Regions from separate parts of the Anas platyrhynchos genome. Here region 1 is linked to region 2. The links are chromatin contacts, called in public Hi-C maps. All regions are on one chromosome and are shown on one strand. Each heading gives the region's core, a stretch centred on a gene start, on an enhancer-like site or on the middle of the called end of the contact. The rest is flanking DNA. Distances are from core to core; before and after follow the strand shown.

Evidence for each region. Hi-C and Micro-C count contacts between places; a contact is called where the count stands out from the background.
Region 1: a Hi-C map of skeletal muscle shows a contact between it and region 2, with 2.3 times the contacts expected there. The contact joins the enhancer-like site here to the promoter of CAMK2D in region 2. A contact is called at or near these places in 3 of 8 Hi-C or Micro-C datasets (skeletal muscle and subcutaneous adipose tissue).

What each region holds. Positions count from the first base shown.
Region 1 is chr4:6,083,226-6,086,274 of IASCAAS_PekinDuck_T2T, forward strand. All of the region lies in intron 6 of CAMK2D (calcium/calmodulin dependent protein kinase II delta), which reads left to right. Among named protein-coding and RNA genes, the nearest start is that of CAMK2D, 110 kb to the left of the region's middle. Within about 2 kb of position 1,501, at least 1 of the 8 cell types and tissues checked has an H3K27ac peak or open chromatin away from gene starts, as enhancers often do.
Region 2 is chr4:5,973,285-5,976,131 of IASCAAS_PekinDuck_T2T, forward strand. It overlaps CAMK2D (calcium/calmodulin dependent protein kinase II delta), which reads left to right and starts at 1,283. Exons shown (of 19, transcript XM_027456588.3): 1 at 1,283-1,432; 2 at 1,955-2,049. The coding sequence starts at 1,365. It also overlaps a transcript of ARSJ not described here.

The DNA of each region.
Region 1 (3,049 bases), core at 251-2,750, 110 kb after region 2:
GCGGGGGGAAAGCGGCGCCCCCCGCCCGGCCCCGGCCCCGGCCCCGGCCCCGGCCCCGGCCCCGGCCCCGGCCCCGGCCCTGGCCCCGCCGCCTCCGTGCCGGCGCCCGGCTGCGGGCGTGCGGGCGGCGAGTGCACGCTTGGAACTAACACGCGCCCCTGGTGTTTGCATGCAGTCATTGCATTCAGCAGATCCTGGAGGCTGTGCTCCACTGCCATCAGATGGGCGTAGTCCATCGCGACCTCAAGGTGAGTGCTGCTGCCCCGCCGAGCCCTCCCCAGCCGGGGGCTCCGCCCGTCCCCGTCCCGGCGGCGCTCCGCCGTGCCTCAGCGGAGAGCAGCAAACCCTCACGAGCAGCCACGGTGCTCTTCTTGCCCTTTCTTTTTGGTTTTGTTGTCTTTCGGTTATTGGTTCGCTTCACCTCCGAGGAGAAACCCCGCTAGAGGCTTACCGATACCTCGCTGTCCGGGTCTGGGCTGTGGGGCTCAGCCCTCTGAGTCTGCCCTCACCTGTAGTCAGGACCAGGGGAAACAGCAGCCACTTTCCATGCCTTTGGTGTATTCGCTGAATACACGGTGTTCCTGTCTGTCATCCAGAGATTTTGGGGCAGGGTATGGAAGGGAGAACTTTAACTCTCTCATCAGCATGATTGGAGTGCTTCTGGGACACGTGCTGGTGTTCGCACATCGCTGCGGAAAGGCCTGCTGCTGCAAGACTGCTGGCACAAGCCCTCTCTCTCCTCCGGATGACTGGGCTGTCAAACATGTTCAGAAAGATGGAAATGCTACAGCATTCTCACAGTGATGGTCCCGAGAAGTCAAGTAGAAAGCTCCTGTGCTGAGAAGAGCATCTGTCCTCAGACAGAAGGCTCCTGTGCCGAGAACAGCATCGCCTCTTTCTTAGCTGTGTACTCTTGCCTCCTGTGTTAGAAGCATGCTGGCATGCAAAGAAACAGTTAAACATCTTTTTCTTTTACTGGGAAGCTCAGAGAGGCAAGTTTGTCTCTCAAAGCTATTAGTAAACTCGCCTCATGGATAAGGGAGAGGACTTTGGGCACTTGGGCTTCAAGATCTCAAGTAAAAGAAGACTTTCTTCTGAAAGCAAATGGAAATGCGCTATCTGAAATACCAGATCCTTTAGAAAGGCAGAAGAAAAATGGCTTGAGAGCTAAGGCAGTGAAACACACGCTAATTCTTTCTGTCACGGCTTCTGTCTCTTTACTTTTCTTCCAGAATGAGTTATAGGGAGCAGGAATTTCCTTCCAGGACAGGAGTTTTCTGGTGGTTAGTATTAATTTTTGGAATCAGATTGCTGTCTTCTTTCTTGCCCTCCTTCACTCCCCAAAAAATAACTGTCACAAGCATTGTTTGAAATAATAAAAGTATGTGTCATGTATGATCATAAAGGGTTACACTTGGACAGCTTAAAGAGCGTGATGTATTCTAGAGAGACATACAAAATCTTCAACCCGTTTTGCAATTCTGGATTTCCCCAGGTCACGGTTGTACAAAAAGAGAATGACGAATCTCTGACCAGTCTGTAACTCTTTCATGGCAGGGAGCTGGATAACACGTACCAAGTCTAAATGAAAGGATGTCAGATTTGTCCAGCTGCTCTGAGGGTTTCCTGTCCTCATTGCACATGCAGCATTATGCTTTTAGCATGAAAAGGAAAAAAAAAAAATAACTTGATTGTAGCCTTGTAAACTGACTTTCGGGCTACACAATAAGGAGTGCTTTCTAGTATGTTTTATACATTCACAAAAAATAACTTTTTCTTCGGAAATGTATTAAATGCAGCTGCTGCCTGCTCCAAACCATGTGTGGATTCCTTATTCTGGCAAATCCGGGATGAATTGGAAACAGTGTGAGAAAAACTGTTTCTGCCAAACTGTAGTACCCAGTTGCATTTCTGAAAGTGAAAACTTCAGGAAACACAAAACCATCCTTCTTCACTTACTACTTTCTGGCAAAAGAAAAATAAAAGAAGAGTGAAATGAAAGACTGTGGTAAAATTGCAGCAGAACTCTGTACAGAAAAGAAGATGCAAAGGCCCAAGAGCAGAACTACAATATGCAAAAGATGGTTATGGCCTGGCATGGATCTTTTAACTGCAAAACTCTGGATTTTTTTTTCGAGTAATGCAGACCACAATTTGATGGCATGTTTGGGGATGTGGGCGGGCAATGAGAGGAGGAGATTTGAACAGTTGAACAATCTGCTTTTATTTAACCGACCTTTAAGTGTAATTTAGTAGCAAATGGGAGCTTTTGCAACCTCTTATGACCTGCAAAACTGTGTGTTGTTGCTCTTCTCGAAATCCTTGTGCAAGTCAGAATGGTGGCAGATCCTAGATCCAGAAAAAACTGACCTGTTAGTGGCAGCCTGTCTTTAACAGATGGTGGAAGTGCACTTCTGTGTAGGAATTTCAGCTCTTGGCAACCAGCAGCATGGCTGCTTTTTTAAATGCTATGCTTGCGACCCTCTTGCATTCCCCATGGAAGTTAAATTTAAAAACAAAAACAAAACCCCTAATTTTATTGCAGAGAAGAATATGCAGAGGCATATTACTAGATCTCTAAGAACAAATATGTTTGGAAAAACAAAGCGTAAATCACGTTAATTTATTTGCAAGTAATTTCAATAGTTAACGCTGCCATTCTACATGCTTGACTGCAGCAGGTCTCCTGATAGTACGAAGTGACACTATTGAATCCAAAGTAGAGTCCTCAACGTCCCGGGCTGGGCTATTAATGTTTTCCAAGTAATTGCAGTCATTCTAAGTTCATGCATGATAATTATCTGGTATGCCTTTTGTCGTCCAGAAGTGACAGCTGCGTGTTGTTTAAGGGCACGGTCCACACAACACTGTCCAAAAGGCTGTTGTCTTTGGCTTAGGAAAAAAACAGTAAATCTGCTTCATCTTCTGTTGAAACATATTCATCTCTGATGGTGGTGTTTCTCTAGAGCACTTTGGCAGATTAAAGATGTGTAGTGGAATTACAAAAAAAAAAAAAAAAAAAAAAAAAAACCAGCAACAGAAAACACAA
Region 2 (2,847 bases), core at 33-2,532:
CGTGCTACAGGCTGCGATTCGTAGCGCAGCTCTGGCGGTAACGCAAGCTGACATATTCGGTGCTTTGAGTGTTGAAAGCGCTGTGCAGATGTTAATTTAACTCATTACTTAACTCGCCACCGCTGAGGATATCGGGAAGGAATATCCCAAAAATGGTACGAGCTGTGCAAAACGGGGGAAATAACCACTGGCAGAGGCTAGGCCAGAGACATGATCAGGGTTATTAATTTATGCATTGGTGGCACGTGCAAAAGTAGCTGTGTTTGGGGGGTGTTTTGTTAAAGTGGCAAAAATTTTGAAGTCGGGAGACTGGACTTGGGGCTAGAAGGTTGTAATTCGAAGAGGTGCTTCTTCACCTGCTGTCATTACCTCGGCGTTAAACATTTTAGAAAAGGAAACCGTCAGGTTAAGATGAACAGCAACACGCACACATTCCACTTCACGAGAACCCCCCCAGCGTGTAAAAGCTTTATTCCCCAGCGTGTCTTTCGGGGAGGTGAGGAGAACGACACCCCCGCCTTCCGACGGGCGCACCGCGGGGGCTGCCTCCCCTCAGGGCTCCCCTCAGGGCTCCCCTCAGGGCTCCCCTCAGGGCTCCCCTCAGGGCTCCCCTCAGGGCTCCCCAGCGGCGTCCGCGAGGCGGCGACCGTTGGCGGCCGTTGAGCGGCGCCGCCCCGCACGTGCCCTCCCCTCGCCGACCGCCGCCGCCCCCGCCCCGCCGGTGCTGCGGCCGTGAGGCGAGGCCGTGAGGCGAGGCGAGGCGAGGCGGGGCGGGGCGGCGCTTGACGTCAGGCGGCCGCGGCGGAGCGGGCCGCAGGTGCATCCGTTTCCTCAGGGCTTGCAGCAGCCCCCCCCTCCCCTTCCCCTTCTTCTCTTCCCTTCCCCGCTTCGCCATCACCGCAGCGTCCCCGACGGGGCCGCGGCTCACCGCGGTGGGGGTGGAGCCGGCGGCGAGGCGGCAGCAGAGAGCCGCGACGGGGCGGGCGCGGGTCGCTAGGGGGAGGCACGGCACCGGGAGAGCGGCACGGAGGCGCCGCCGCTTCTCCCAGCCGCGGTTTTGCTTTCCGTTTCGGGGTGCCGCCTCTGCGTGGATACATTTTTTTAAATTTATTTATTAAATAATTATTTTTTTTATTATTATTTTCCTAGGGGGTGGGAGAGAGGGGAGGGGAGAGCCGCGGCGGGAGGACCGGGCGGCGGGGAGAGCGCCGAGGCAGCCCCGTCACGGGGAGGAGGAGGAGGAGGAGGAGGAGGAGAAGCCGGCGGAGCCTCGCCTCGCCTCGCCCAGCCCAGCCCTGCCCCAGCGCGCAGCCCCTCCGCCGCCCCTGGCCGCCGGAGGCACCGGCGGCCGGCCGCCCGCCCTCATGATGGCCTCAACCGCCACCTGCACCAGGTTCACCGACGAGTACCAGCTCTTCGAGGAGCTCGGGAAGTAAGCACGGGGAGACGGGGGGGTGGGTAAGGCGGCCGGGAGCCCCGGGGGGTGCCGTGGGGTTCGCCCCGCTCCTCCGCCGCCGTCGGTTGGGGGCTGCGGGGGCCGTTAACGGGCGGCGGGGGGCCGCCAGCGCCATGTTGGCGCCCGGCTGGGGCGGGGGGAGACGGGGGGGACTCGGGGGGTGGGGGGGGGACCGGGAGCTGCACCGGGATGGGGACGGGGACCGGCACCGGGCAGCCCCCGCTGTGCGGCGGCCCCGCCGGCTGTGGACGTGGCTGCCGCCCCGCCGCGCCGCTCCGACCCGAGTTTGCCGTTGTGGGGAATAAAATCGATATCAAGCGACGCCCCAAAACGCCTTCCTTCTCTGTCTCTTCTCATTTCTTTCTTATTTTTTTTTTTTATAAAAATTTTCGGCGTCGCACCGCTCGCTGAAATCGGCGAGAACGCTTCTGCCACCGTATCCGCAGGGAGCCCCCCTTTTCGGTGCCGCTGACACTTTGTCCGCTTCTTGGTTTGCAGAGGGGCGTTCTCGGTCGTCAGGAGATGTATGAAAATTACGACAGGACAAGAGTACGCTGCCAAAATCATCAACACCAAAAAGCTCTCGGCTAGGGGTGGGTATATTTTAACCGAGTGCTTACGGTGCCTCCTCCCTGTTTTGTGCGTTCTTGTGGGAAGCGCTAAAACCGAACCAAATCGTGATAATTAAAGTTATTAATTTTCATAACGTGCCTTTTTTCATCTCCTGTAAGACTGTGGCTTGGCTTTTAATATTAAACGTTTTGTGGATTGATGCTGGAGGTGTGTGGTTGTTGCTGTAGTGTTTAATGGAAAGCTGTACAAATTCTCAAGCAATTGAAAGTAATGCACTTCTTCCTTCTTTTTATATGTAAATAGCTTGAACATCAGTCTGGAAGCATTTTGCAGACTGATTTTTTTTTGGGGGGGAAATAATAAGTTTCCATTACAGCTTTTATTTTAAATGTATGTCAAAGCTCTACTGAATTCAGTGCCTCCATTGCATTTAAAAATGAAAATCAAGGCCTATCTGAATCCAGGAGGAAAAGTGTAATCTACTACCCTGTACTAAACTTCGAGATGAGATGCTATAGGAAGGAAACAACCATTTTATGAAATAACCCTTTGTGAACCCAACTCATTCTGCTTAAGTGGTACAATGTTTCACTGTTACAGCCCAACAGTAATGCCTGCTACACCACATGTTTGTACTTTCCCCATAACGTGTATGTTTCCTATATACTTTCAGTGTCAATGCATAAGTCTTTGTGATATACTCGGGGAGTTATATGTGTACTGTGGGTTGTTGCTGTTGAAAGCAAGCCTCAGTGGTGATATGTCGATTCCTTGTTAAATCCACATCAAAGTGATTGTACCAGGATGTCAGGGATTAT